Linked DNA regions of Drosophila melanogaster: region 2 is linked to region 1. The links are chromatin contacts, called in public Hi-C maps. All regions are on one chromosome and are shown on one strand. The core of a region is the stretch at or near the end of the contact, and the rest is flanking DNA. Distances in the headings are between cores, read along the strand shown. Region 1 holds the start of Sam-S (S-adenosylmethionine Synthetase). Region 2 holds the start of Bacc (Bacchus).

What was found. Hi-C and Micro-C count contacts between places; a contact is called where the count stands out from the background.
Region 2: a Hi-C map of the Kc167 cell line shows a contact between it and region 1, with 4 times the contacts expected there. A contact is called at or near these places in 4 of 107 Hi-C or Micro-C datasets (the Kc167 cell line, eye imaginal disc, larval central nervous system and 1 more).

The regions. Positions count from the first base shown.
Region 1 is chr2L:102,466-108,993 of dm6, reverse strand. It overlaps Sam-S (S-adenosylmethionine Synthetase), which reads right to left and starts at 2,091. Exons shown (of 8, transcript NM_205880.1): 1 at 1,994-2,091; 2 at 1,156-1,229; 3 at 185-406. The coding sequence starts at 308. Nhe1 (Na[+]/H[+] hydrogen exchanger 1) reads left to right here and starts at 2,262. Exons shown (of 5, transcript NM_134647.4): 1 at 2,262-3,025; 2 at 3,079-3,482; 3 at 3,539-3,603; 4 at 3,658-3,989; 5 at 4,047-5,032. The coding sequence starts at 2,352. The coding sequence ends at 4,521. It overlaps Creld (Cysteine rich with EGF like domains), which reads right to left. Exons shown (of 3, transcript NM_134646.4): 1 at 6,088-6,528; 2 at 5,560-5,988; 3 at 4,852-5,478. The coding sequence ends at 5,231.
Region 2 is chr2L:2,747,960-2,754,876 of dm6, reverse strand. Bacc (Bacchus) reads right to left here and starts at 2,432. Exons shown (of 4, transcript NM_001273031.2): 1 at 2,037-2,432; 2 at 1,217-1,505. The coding sequence starts at 1,462. It overlaps Pgk (Phosphoglycerate kinase), which reads left to right and starts at 1,809. Exons shown (of 4, transcript NM_001273029.1): 1 at 1,809-1,882; 2 at 6,085-6,557; 3 at 6,622-6,917. The coding sequence starts at 6,496.

The sequences.
Region 1 (6,528 bases), core at 842-3,341:
CAGGGAAAGGGACTTCAGACAGAAGGGCCTCAGACGCTAGAGAATCAGTTTGGTCAGGTTATGAGAACTGACAGGCAACATCTCTCACCACGCCCGAAGGGGCATTTGAGATTGTTTCTTTTTTTACACTGACACTATCGGTATGATGCAATAGGAGGCGCCGCAGATGCAATGAAGCACTCACCTGGATGACCCTCGCCAACGGACTCGGAAGTGAACAGGAATGTAGCTCCGTCTTCCATGTCATATGAGTTGCCATTGCTGCCGTTGCATCCGTTGGCGCTATGTCCGTTTGTCTTTTGCGGCATGTTGATGGGTAGTTTGTAATATGTAACTCGAAGTTTGAAGGGGCAATGGGGGAGCAGTGCTATAACCCGAGTTCCGGTCGGCTAAATTGTTGGTGGAGCTGGGGGAACAGAGAGAAAGAGAGGCCACATTAGCGGTTGTTAAAAAACGCTTAACGAAATTGATTTTCCGAACTCTTGCAAAACACATCTATTTTCGCATTCGCGAATCTAAGCTATAGGCCGCCTCGAGGCTGTTGGGATTTTCCGGTATTCGCACACTTTTCGTTATAGTTTTTTTTATATAATCGCCCTTCTTTTATGTTTTTATGCTGCGCGTTTGCCACAATCGTCGCTACATACATGAGACGCACGTTGAGCGGGTTCAAAGCTAAACTAGTCGCTAGGTGAGGGCTCGGTGCTGCTAGCTGTTTAAAATGCGTGTTCGACGTTCTAGCTATTAGTTCAACAAATTATACACACTGATTCTGAGTTATACTGGTTCAGCGACGGCAACCAAATCAGCGGCGCAGCCAACACACGTCCTATCTTAGCGACGGTTCTGAAGAAAAAGAGCGCAACTTTTTAATGCCATTCAGAATTTATACCTCCAACGAGAGAGCGGGCTTTTGCTTATCGTCGCAAACGGAGGAGGCGGTTCTCTTCGGCTGACTCGATTATTATTTTGAGACTTATTTGGGCGCTCTTTAGGGAAACTTTCCTAGCGTTCTCGGTACTCTCAAATGATTTTACTTCTTCAGTATCTCCACGTTTTTGGGTTTTAAGCAGCTGTTCCGCCGCCCAGCGTTGCCACCCCGCTCCGGAGTGAACTGTAGTGAATCTAGATCCAGATCCTTTATTTTATACTCACTGTGGTTTTGAACAAAGGATCAGACAAGATATGGATTATAGTCTCGACTAGCTTCCTGCTCAACCTGCGTTCAACTGCGGATGATTTTTACAGACGAATAATATTTATAAATTTTTGTAGACAGCATTTGAGAAGATGAGTCGGCAAGAAATAAGAGCTTATCAGAACAAAACTATGTGCTACCACGGCAGCCACCTATATACCTAATTTTTAAAATCTGTTTAGCATTGCTCTCTCGGCTTCTCTTATGTACAGCAATTGACATATACATATTCGATGATATAGACAATCGCTACACGAAGCGCAATTCGAAGCGAATTTTTAAACGAATGTCTGTATCTGTTGAAACCCTAGCTTTTCCCTAACATGGAGTGACTGCCCTTTTGGAGATGGATCGTTCGACACTATCTTGTCAAGGAAAGTCGTCAATTAGGGTTCTCATACTATTCGAACAATTTGTGCTTTTGAAAAAGTGCTTACGTCATGCCACAGCCAAGAAGACAAACAAGGTCTGCCAAGATCAAGGAGCCTGGTAATCAGTTTTTGCATGTACATTTTTTAAAATTCTAATACCCACTGAATATAACCGAAAACAACAAGCCCCATTATCTTTCAAATAAGGTGTGACCCCACGGGGCCTAAGAAGATCGCGTGTGCCTGAACGAACAGATGCGCAGGGCACATTATTCTTGAGCACAAATGGTGGGTGCTTGCGAACTGTAGATTGTGGCAATGCATTTATTTTACTGATTTATCGTCAGTTATTGTAATAGCCTTAACTAAACAATTTATCACTTTGCCAATAACAAGGTTTTTTATTATTTCACTTTTCTAATACATATATAATTTTCTTTTTGCCGTAAGAAACGTTCTCAATACGTAGACAAAAATATTTAAACTTAAAATGCTCAATTTTCAAGACACTTCACAAGAGCTATCAGCTACAATGACTGGGCAAAAGCCAATTATTTAAATAAATTCATTATATGGTAAAATATACTGCACGCAATTAAGTGCACAATTTTCTTTTGAATATATGAAAGGCACGCGCCAATAAGCCAAAATGATACGGCAACTCTCCCCGATATACGTCAGATAGGGCGATAAACAGATGTTTGTGAAAAAACAAATTGAACAAATAGTGAAAAGTTAAATGCGAGCGTTAATAGCGACCACGTCACGTTTTGTCGGCAAAAATGAGGGTTTGGGTAGCTTATAGTGCAGCTGCACTCTTACTGTTGGTGCACGCGGGTCCGGAAAGCATCAGTGGACAGGAGGTGCCCCAAAGCAAAACATCAAGCAACACCACCACTACAGATAATAGTAGCTCTATCCACACCGTTTCGGATGTCTTCGTCAACAGTCCGCTTGGAAATGTCACGCCCTCGATTTCTGCATCTGGTAATGCAAGCACCACGAAAAGGGGAAACGCATCCACATTGGTCACAGATCCGCCTCTAATCGATTCCCATGCTGTCGAGCAGGAGCACAACTCCTCACTCTCACTGTTTTTCGTCATCTGCGTTATCATGTTGGGCATCCTGCTTATCCACTCTATGCTCCAGACCGGGTTCCAGTACCTGCCAGAAAGCATTGTGGTAGTCTTTCTGGGCGCCTTTATTGGCCTTTCGCTGAACGTTATGTCTGGGCAGAATGGCAGTTGGAAACGTGAAGAGGTCTTCTCGCCCATGGGCTTCTTTCTGGTGCTCCTGCCGCCCATTATATTCGAGTCCGGTTACAATCTGCACAAGGGAAACTTCTTTCAGAACATCGGATCCATACTGGTCTTTGCCATATTCGGTACAACAATTTCTGCACTAGTCATCGGGGCGGGGATTTACCTGCTGGGCCTGGGGGAGGTGGCATTTCGGCAAGTTTAAAATAAATTGTCAATTTCATTCAATAATTTATCCTAAATTTTAGCCTAAGCTTTTCGGAATCCTTTGCCTTCGGTTCTCTCATCTCTGCTGTTGATCCTGTGGCAACAGTGGCAATTTTCCATGCTCTTGACGTAGACCCCATACTCAACATGTTGGTATTCGGCGAAAGCATCCTCAACGACGCCATATCTATTGTGCTGACTGCATCCATAACCCAATCCGCTAACGTCAATGCTGAGGCCAGCACTGGAGAAGCCATGTTCAGCGCGTTGAAGACCTTTTGCGCGATGTTCTTTGCTTCGGCGGGCATTGGAGTCATATTTGCACTAATTTCGGCTCTTCTTCTGAAGCACATCGATTTACGAAAGCATCCATCCCTCGAGTTCGCGATGATGCTAATGTTTACTTACGCACCTTACGTCTTGGCAGAGGGAATACACTTAAGCGGTATATCAATGTTGTTGACTATGACTCTAAAAGCTAAACATTTTTTTCAACTATAGGTATTATGGCTATACTATTTTGCGGAATCGTCATGTCCCACTACACGCATTTCAACCTATCCACTGTAAGTCATATGATATCCCTATTTTATATATTATTAAAACTTTTTTAATCGTAGGTTACCCAAATTACCATGCAGCAGACGATGAGGACACTAGCTTTCATTGCTGAGACCTGCGTGTTTGCTTATCTGGGATTAGCAATCTTTTCTTTTAAACACCAAGTTGAACTATCTTTTGTTATATGGGCCATTGTGCTTTGCTTAATTGGCCGCGCCTGCAATATTTTTCCGCTCGCGTTCTTGGTCAACAAATTTCGCGAGCATAAGATCAATAACAAGATGCAGTTCATTATGTGGTTTTCTGGCCTACGCGGAGCGATTTCCTACGCGCTATCTTTGCACTTGAATCTTGACAGCCAGGAGAAACGACACGTCATCATAACAACAACGTAAGCATATTCCGGATTGTAAAATAATGCTCAGTCATTGAAGAATTAAAATTTCAGATTAATCATTGTGCTATTTACCACGCTAGTGCTGGGGGGCTCCACAATGCCTCTGCTAAAGTACCTTAAGCCAGGAAAAAAACGGCGGGCACGCGGCTCTGGAAGGAATGCCGCTGAGGAGGGAGGTCGACGCAACGGCAGCGGTAGGAAGCGTTCAAAATCTATTTCCCTATCGAAAACTCGCGAATGGGGCCAGGCAATCGACTCTGAACACTTGTCTGAACTCACCGAGGAAGAGGACGTCACCTTTACTCAAGCGCGCGATCGTTTTGGGCGCATGGATCGCAAGTACTTTATTCCGTTTTTTACACGTCGGTTCAATAGTCAGGAATTGCACGAGTGCAAGTCACAGATGGCCGACCTGACTAACAAGTGGTACCAAGCCATTCGAGTGAGTCCATTGGATTCAGATGAATCGGACGAAGAGATAGGACTAGCGGCCAGCACAAGTCAAATTCATTTGACACGGTCGTAGGGATTAAATGGCTGTTGTGGGGGGAGCTCTGTATCCGTTTCGGACTGTGTTGGATAACTTTAGAAGCCAAAGGGAACGATCGTATGTAATGCTTAAGTTCCTCTAGTTAATATTTTTAGAGTTTTTATTTATATAGCGCGGTGATGGTTGTTATCTTGTGTATATTTTTTGTTTACAAATTTTCATTTTGTAAGATCCAAATGCAATGATTCATTCGTATCACTGTAGCTCCTTTATTAATCCGCTTAAAGCAGTATTACATTGCACACGACAGATGGTCTTCAAAATGAAAATTTGGACGTCACAAAAGCACACTACGTCAGTAATTTTAGTTAAAAATATTTATTCATACGAATATATGCTGTATTTGTGATTTTATACATTTTTGAAACCAAATAAATATCTAAGTGTGGTACGTGTAAAAAAATATGGTCATGCCCTGCTTTTTGAAATTCTAATTTATAATTACATATCAATTGATAATATTACCTATTAAAGTAAAATTGGCTACAAAAGGTGTGCGTTTTTGGTTACTTTTACAATTCTTCGTGCGTGGACTCTTCACCGAGCACCGTGGAGTTTGAATCACTGCGGACTGCAAACGAAGTACAAAAATCGTTAGATGTCTTGGGGGAATGTTAAAAGATTATGCTTTTCAAAACGCTCGTGTATATCATAAAAGGAAAGCAATGTTGACATGTCTTTTGACTTATAAAGACTTCATTATTAGTTCCTCCAACTGTTTTGTATCTATTTCGGGTTGGTGGCCGCCTCCTGCCTCCGAGTTGATCCAGTACTCGGAAACAGCAATGTACCCTGCCACTGCCGCCCCAACAATGCAACCCCAGGCAATATGAGTAGAGCTCTGGAAGATGACACAGGTGGCCACGCACATTCCGAAGTAGGTGAGCATTCGCGTAAAGCTTACGTAGTTGCTGCGTTGCTCCGCAGAAATATCTTAAATGATCGGAGGCGCAATACATACAGTGGACAATGCGTTGCTTAAAAGCAAATTTATTAAATTTCTGTCTTACTTACCATGACACTTTCCTTCCTTCAACTCATAGCCATCCGCACACTTCCTGCACATGTCAGGGCCATCACCATCGCATCCATCGCAAGATCGATCACACTCCAGGCAACTAAAGGAGCCCTCATTGTTCACGCAGAACTGCTGTGGTCGGCAAGGGTTTGGACGCTGTTGCTCCAAGCACTCATTAATGTCGACACATCCTGCCTCCGAGTCCATGCTCCAGCCCTTCTTACACTTGCGGCAGCTCTTGGGACCACCTCCCGTGCAGCCTCCTTCCCCACAGGCCGCATGGCACTGTGTACACAGCAATTTCTTTTCGTCACGGAATGATTCGTAGTGCTCCGGTCCACATTCGTTGCAGTTTGGACCCGCATAGCCGGGATCACATTTGCACTTTCCGTTACCCTTTCTAGTTCCGTCTCCTTTGCATTTTCCTGAAATTTGTCATGTGGGTAAAATTAACGAAGACGGCAATCTTAAGTTGACACACTTATGTAAGTTGTGGCCTGTAATACTTGGTTATCATTACTTACCATTTCCATTGCACTCGGTGCAGGTCAGGCAGTCTGGTCCGTAGGTGTTCAGCGGACAGCAGACTGTTAGCTGATCGATGCAAAGCCATGACTGCAGGTCGGGACTCTCTGTTTGTTTGTGGATAAACCAGTCCTCGAGAAGCGCCTCGTGCTCGTTAGCCAGGTTGTGGCAGTGATCCTTGTTTATCACTTCTCCTTCCGAACATAGCTTCTCCTGGATCTCCACTAGCCGTACCTCGCTGTTCTTGTACGAACGCAACTTTTCCTCCTCCCATGCCGTGTCCCCGCCCGCGTGTCCGCGTTTTGTCCTTTCGAGTCCTGCCCTGAAAGAGCTAACAAGCTGGGTACATGCCCTGCAGGGCGGCGGAACAGGCTTTTCGGGAGAATATGACGCCGAAGCAGCGGCTATGAATACTAGCGTTGCGAGCCAACAATACTTGA
Region 2 (6,917 bases), core at 1,183-3,682, 2.6 Mb before region 1:
AGATACATTTATAGGGACAAAAGCTAATCTGTTGTTTGGAATCGAAAGATATGGAAACCAACGAATAATTTTCAAAACTATTCTTGAAATCTATACAATTCGTTACTGTACCACTAAGAATTATCCGTGCCAAACGTATCTCAACTAATTCATGATCATGGGATAATGATCATTATTCAATTGAATCCCGAAGAAACCCAACTAACTTTTGCGACACCCTGTTTAGCCGTCTTGTTTTATGTACTAAAATAAATACGCATAAGGCAGAGCAGAAAAAAAAGTGAAAGATAAATGTAAGCACATACGCAAACAGACAAAACGGTGTGTATACAAATTACGAGGGAGAGAGTTAGCAGCGCTCTCTATTTGTATCTATCTTTCTCCGGGGAGAGAGAGAGAGAGCGAGAGAACGCTCCCGTTAAACTGTACATTTTTATTTCGAGTTTGAGTCTGAGAAAAGCGCTTGATTTGCCAATTTATCTGCCTTACTGGCCGAACTATTTTATTTTTATCAAGAAATGTGCTACTCGATTATGGAATGCGACTGCTTCAGGCCCCCAAAACTTGTTCGAATACCGCGTGCTCTTGGCGATACTAACCAAAAATAAAGTGGCCAAACATGACATGAGTAATTTACCGGCCGGCAATGTGTGTTTTCATTGAGAGAGTGCATTGGCATCGCGCTGAATTGCGTTTGCGTTTGCATTTGCAATTCCCGTAGCCACAGCGACTGATAAATAAGGCCAAGCGTATGAGTTATAGACGTAATGCCACAATGTATCTATTGCTGGGTAACGCTGTTCAGCGGACACGTCAATGCTAATGACCTATGGGTTTATTAAAAACACATTACCCACCCCACCAAAGAAAAGGCCCTGGCTAACTGTACTCCCCGCCTATATAAGCACGGCGGCCCTCCTAACCTCGATTTGAACCTAACAACAATAATCTTTGATTGCCGGACCCGCAATCATCTTGGTTAATCGTAAACAACACAAACGCACAACCGAGCCAGCTATACGCTCTCTCTTTTGGGGGCATATGTAAGCCATTGGGAGAGTGCGCTGTTCCGAAAAACGTGTGTATATCTATTTCTAGAATTTTTCCTCGAACAATGCTATGCTACTGGCATATTGGCTTGGAGTGAATCATTAGAGGGGCCTCCTTTTGGTTTTACCGCGTAAACAACTACCTAGTCACATAGATCAGTACTCACTTCTGCTGGCCTCTTGGTGCCTTTCACGGATTCCTTTGCGGGGGCAGCGGCGGCGGCATCGGCGGCATCCTCGCCGTCCTTTGACGTACCGTTGTCGGCCGCGTCGCCGGCGGCATCGGCAGCAGCGGCCTTATCCTCGGCGGCCGCCTTCGCCTTGAGATCGTCCTTGACAGCAGACACATCATCTGCCGCCACCTTCTCCACGGCCACATCGCCGTTGTTCTGTTGTTCCGTAGCAGCCGACATATTTGAATTGGTTTCTTTGAGGTTTTCCGGAACTATTTAGTTTCTGCGTTATATAGAGAACAATTCGGGTTGGTTTTGTGGATTGTCTTGTTGTTGACAAAAAACCAGCGCAAAATACTCGGGGAAGGCGAGAGAGAGACAGAGAGAACCGCACCGAACGAAGCACACAAACACACTGAATGCGATTCAGCTGCGGGCCGTCTATTTAAGCACTGCCTCTCGAGGAGAGAGTAACTTTCTTTAAACGCTCTCGCTGCTCTCTTTTTCGCTCTCCCCGAAATCGTTACGACGCTCACTCGCTCTCTCTCTCCCACGCCATTGGCCCATACAATACACTCAAAAAATCGCCGCGGCATTTGTACAGCCGCAGTCGATAAGACAACAACAACAGCCCAGAGCAGAGCGATCGTTGGATTTTTGGTATATTATTTTGCGGTGATTTTCTGATAATATAGTATCTATATAGTAAGGCTTTAGGAGGTGCCATATATCAGGCGGCGCTACGGCAGGCAAAAGGATTTACTCGTAGGCCCCACTGATGTATGGAATATCCGTTTTCCTTTGGTTTGCTAACCACCGATATGTGCTCCCGTCGACGGTTCGTACAAGACTGAGCTTGCCGTCCGTTCGATGGCTAGAAATTGCCGCTTGCTTCTTCTTGCGCCAAATCGGTTGCAGACATTTTTGCCTATAACTTGAATACCTTTGTTCGGATCGGTTCAGAGACTGATCGAGGCTATAGCTGGTAGTATCCGCTTAATTTTGGGCTTTTTCCCGAGGCGCTGCGATCAAAACTAGATCCGCAAATGACAAGTTGAGTGGGTTTCCTGATTAATTCCATACAAAATCTGCTTGGGTTCCGTGAGTACGGTTGTGGGCGCGTTTGGCGGTAAATTTGAAAATTGCGCGCGCCAGTGGTGCGCTTGTGGGCCTGGGGGCGGGGTCTGGGGGTTGGTAGCGGCGATGGTGGTGTGTGGTGTGTGTGGTGCAGTCACTCTGTGGCGTTCTGACCGTTCGTCGGTGGAACAGAACAGAACAGAGCAGAACAGTGGATGTGGATGTTGCCGATGGGAAGAAGTGTTGCAGCATTGTTGCCGCAGATGCAGATGTGTGTGCTGTGTGTTGTATTCAGCACGGTATTCGTATTTATAGAGTGGACCAGCGTGGGACGCAATGTCGTCGCGGATTGGGGTCAATTGATTGGTAACGTGTGGGGAAGCAGGTGATTTTCGCGGACCAGGAAAGCGGGCAGCTATTTTTGAGATTCTAACTATTTAGATGCACGCAATCGGGGAAATGCTCTATTCCGGGATTATGCGTCTTAAAACTAGAATTAGAGAACTGGAGAAATAGCAAGAAAACAGCAATTTGCAACCCCATAAGATTCGAAAACATTTAAGGGTTAGTTTTCGAAATCGGCAATTTCCAGAAATATTAAACATCCTTAAGTCCTAATGGCCCCACCAAAGACTTCGACTTAAATGCCAATGCCTATCACTCGTCGAATTGGGTCCACCCTTGACTCTTTTTTCATGTGCCAATCTTTCTGTTGATCCCGCACTTGTGGTTCGACCATTTGATGGTGATGGCTTCGTTCGCCGCACGAACCCAGTGGGTTCAGGAATCGCCCAATATATGGGAAACTGGAACTGCCGAGTAGGCTATAACATATCGCCCATATCACCTGGTAGTCAACGTGCTCGAGTTGTACTGGCTCTTCTCTATAAATCTGTGTTATCAGTGGGACAATCACTGCGAGGTTGATCTTCAAGTTCATTCAAAATGTGCACATTAACGAGCGGAATAACAACCCATAAAGTAATACTAGAGGAATTCGACCGGAAGACATAAGGTTCTTGGTGCTATTTCCAGTAGCCTATCGACGAAAGGGTAATAACTATCGTTTGCCGGGTATCCAACAGTCGAGTTTCGATTGGACAGCCTCTCACGCTTTCAGCTATTTTCGTGCGAAAGCAATGGCAAATACGAATACCTAGGCTATATATCTGGTAATCTGAATAATACGGTCGACGACAGAGCGAGCGGACGACTGTCGACAGGCGGATCGCTAATTAAAACCGGCGAACATGTTCCGCGGCATCCCAACCGAGGCGGCATGGTGAACGTAAACACCTGTAATCGTGGCCCGTCGTCCACTCAGTTATCACATATTTGAGGAGCAGCGATGACTTTTTGCCTGAACATCGCTGCCTGATAAGCCGATTTGCGTCTCCATTTCGCTGTGCTTCCATGGGCCGCCTACCGTTCTTCTCTGGCTGTCACTGTCTCACTTTCCGTCCGCCGAACTCTCAGTATCCGTTCGAGTGGCTTGACGCTCGTCGGCCCAAGATTGGTGGGTCTCTCGCGATACGAATAGTCGTGCTCATCGGGCTTGTGAGACCACCTCTCGGTGTTGAACAATGGTATCTAGATTCCTGAGGACAACCTGTGCCAATTTCTCGAGTTATCGGCTTGGTTGGTACGACCGTAGTTACTTCAAGGTTAGACAACGGTTTCAAATGCAGGCAACCACCGGGTAGGTAGGATCTCAAGCAGGCAGAAATGGATGGATGGTCCTGCTTCCCGGAACCCAAACATCTGTCGATTCGGAAATTTTATGGCCCTTTCGAACACGAAACTAACGCAAGGGATTTTTCCCCGACCGTTGTCGTTACTGACCTGCCTCAGGAATTTCTCCCAGTGCACTTACACGTTGTTGCGTCATTAATTTGCTGTAGCATAAAGGTGCGAACAAATCTCAATGCAAACACAATCGATAGCCAGACGCTTCAGCTAGCATGTGTATCTAAAACACACACATCAGCTTGTATTCACGGCGATTAAGTTTTTCGCTCTTTCAGCTTAATGCGGTGCTTAATAGATTTCTTCTAATCGGGTTGTTAGGCTTTTCAAAAACGGAAGTTTCAGTTCTTTTGACAGCTTTATTTCGATATGATATCATCGATAGCATGGTAAACAATGTATGAAGAGTAGCGCAGCTCACCGTTCAGATACAAAACCAATTGTAGCGCATACGAATAGCCACCATAGGCTGTCCCTTCTAGCGCTTAGGTACCCAACAAGATGGCTGGGTGGAACAACATGAACAGGTTTACGACTCGATTAGAGTGATTGTTAGACTGTTGCTAGATGGGCGATTCGCTTGGTCGCTTGGCTGTTGTTTGGCTGCTTGACTCTCTGGATTCTTGATCTCTAGCGCTAGCACGTCATCGCCGTCGCCGTCGCATTGGACACTTTCGGAGTCGGGTCTCGTTTTCCCGGCATGTGCTAATGTTTCCACACGAGTGCCGGGCCACATGGACGCGACTCGACCAGGTATATGTACTGGCCCGGCTCACCTGCTCGCCTGCGTTTCACCTGCGTCAACGGGCGGTTTACACGCAATTATTAAAATGAATTTAAGCAGCCCCATTGTCTTCGATTTCCAATACCACCTGACCCAGCAGCAGCGCCGTGGTGTCATCACCAGTGGGTACCCGGGTCCTCGGCGGTGCCTTAATTGCGCAGAGCACCACAGCCGTGACGTGTGAGTGGACATTCTTCCGACGGCTGGCTGAAGGATGAAGGAGGACAGCCGCTACCACTGCAATGCTGCATCTGAAGTGCCCCAAATAGGCTTATACGCACCCCAGTCTCCCAGGCAGCCACCCAAAACCCCATCAGATATGGCAATCTATCGATTATTTTAGTGATGTGCTCACATTACAATTGGTCCTTTGGGCAGATTAGTTCTTTGAAAACCCGCCACTTTGGCTAGAAAACCCCCGAATGGCCAGCAACCAACCCAACCTCGTTCGTTCCCATATACCTTACTTTGCCATCTGCGTCATGCATTTCGCTGCACTGAGCACTTGTGGTGGGTGGTGGTGTTCCGTGTGCTGGGTGGTGGGTGGTGATGCGGTGGGTTAGCGTTTGGTGGTGCCAGTGCCGAGTGCCGCCGGTGGTTGCTTGGACCGCCGGAGATGAGTAGAGATACAGAGTGGGCAACAATGAATGAATCATTGGGGGAAGAGGCGGAGCCATCATCATGGCATCATAAGCGGAATCCGTTTGCACAGTCAAAATAAAACAACGGCCACCGAGAAAGATTGTGTGATTTGACTTTGTTGGCCTCAACAGAAATCATTTATTCAATAATTACATATTGACATACAAACATCAAAGGGGCGGCTGTTACATACGGTATGGACATATGTATGTACGTCGTAGATTATTATTATTTATTAAATTTTTTTTTTATTATTTTTATAAATTAATTATAAATTTTTATAAAAAATCACTAATTCGGACTTTCAGTTAAAATTTAACAGACATTCAAGGGTGTGGAAGAAAAAAGTTCTAAGGGGTTAAAATTTATTATAAAAAATTTATTAAAAAAAATAATTTTTATATGTATTTAAGTGAAAATATTATATGAACGGTTTCTATTTAAGTTAATATAAAAAAAATTGTATACTGTAAATAGCAAATGATCAATTAAATGATCTAGTCAGAATATGCAGACATTTATTTTGTTAATTTTTAGCATATGATTATCTATGGACAATATTTAAATATTATGAAAATAATGATATTTTAAATAATAGATTTTTAAATTTTAGAATTGTGTGGCCCCTTTTCGACACCCTTGGAACGGATGCTTCACAGCACTGTGCTGACAGCACTTACCAACACTGCTTGGGCGCCAAATACAGAGTTGCATTTGGAGAGTACAACTTTTATCCAACTTTCGAACGAGAATACAATCCGATACCAACTTCGGACTCCAAAATAGGAGTATACCCAGCTGGATCCTGCGCATGGCACCTACCAATCGGCGGAAAACCGCTTGCCACGGATTGACGCCCTGGAAGTGGAGATGCAACCCTAGCAGCTCACCGACAAAATGACCTTGCGCTGACATTGCCGCACAGCAGTTGAGGACGAAGAAGATTCGCGGAATCAGTGGTATCGCAATCCGGAGTTTGCTAGCACGCACAGGAAGTATCCAGAAAATCCAGAAAAATCCAAAGATGGCCTTCAATAAGCTGAGCATCGAAAACCTGGACTTGGCGGGCAAGCGGGTGTTGATGCGGTAATCCAAAGCCAATCCTCGCGTGAAATTCAGTTGCATAAACATTGCCCGTGCTTCTTTGCAGCGTCGACTTCAATGTGCCCATCAAGGAGGGCAAGATCACCAGCAACCAGAGAATTGTCGCTGCCTTGGATAGTATCAAGTTGGCCCTTTCCAAGAAAGCCAAGTCGGTGGTGCTGATGTCCCACTTGGGTCGTCCCGATGGCAACAAGAACATCAAGTACACCCTGGCACCCGTGGCCGCTGAGCTGAAGACCCTGCTTGGCCAGGATGTGATCTTCCTAAGTGACTGCGTCGGCAGCGAAGTGGAGGCCGCTTGCAAGGATCCCGCACCGGGATCCGTCATTCTGCTGGAGAACG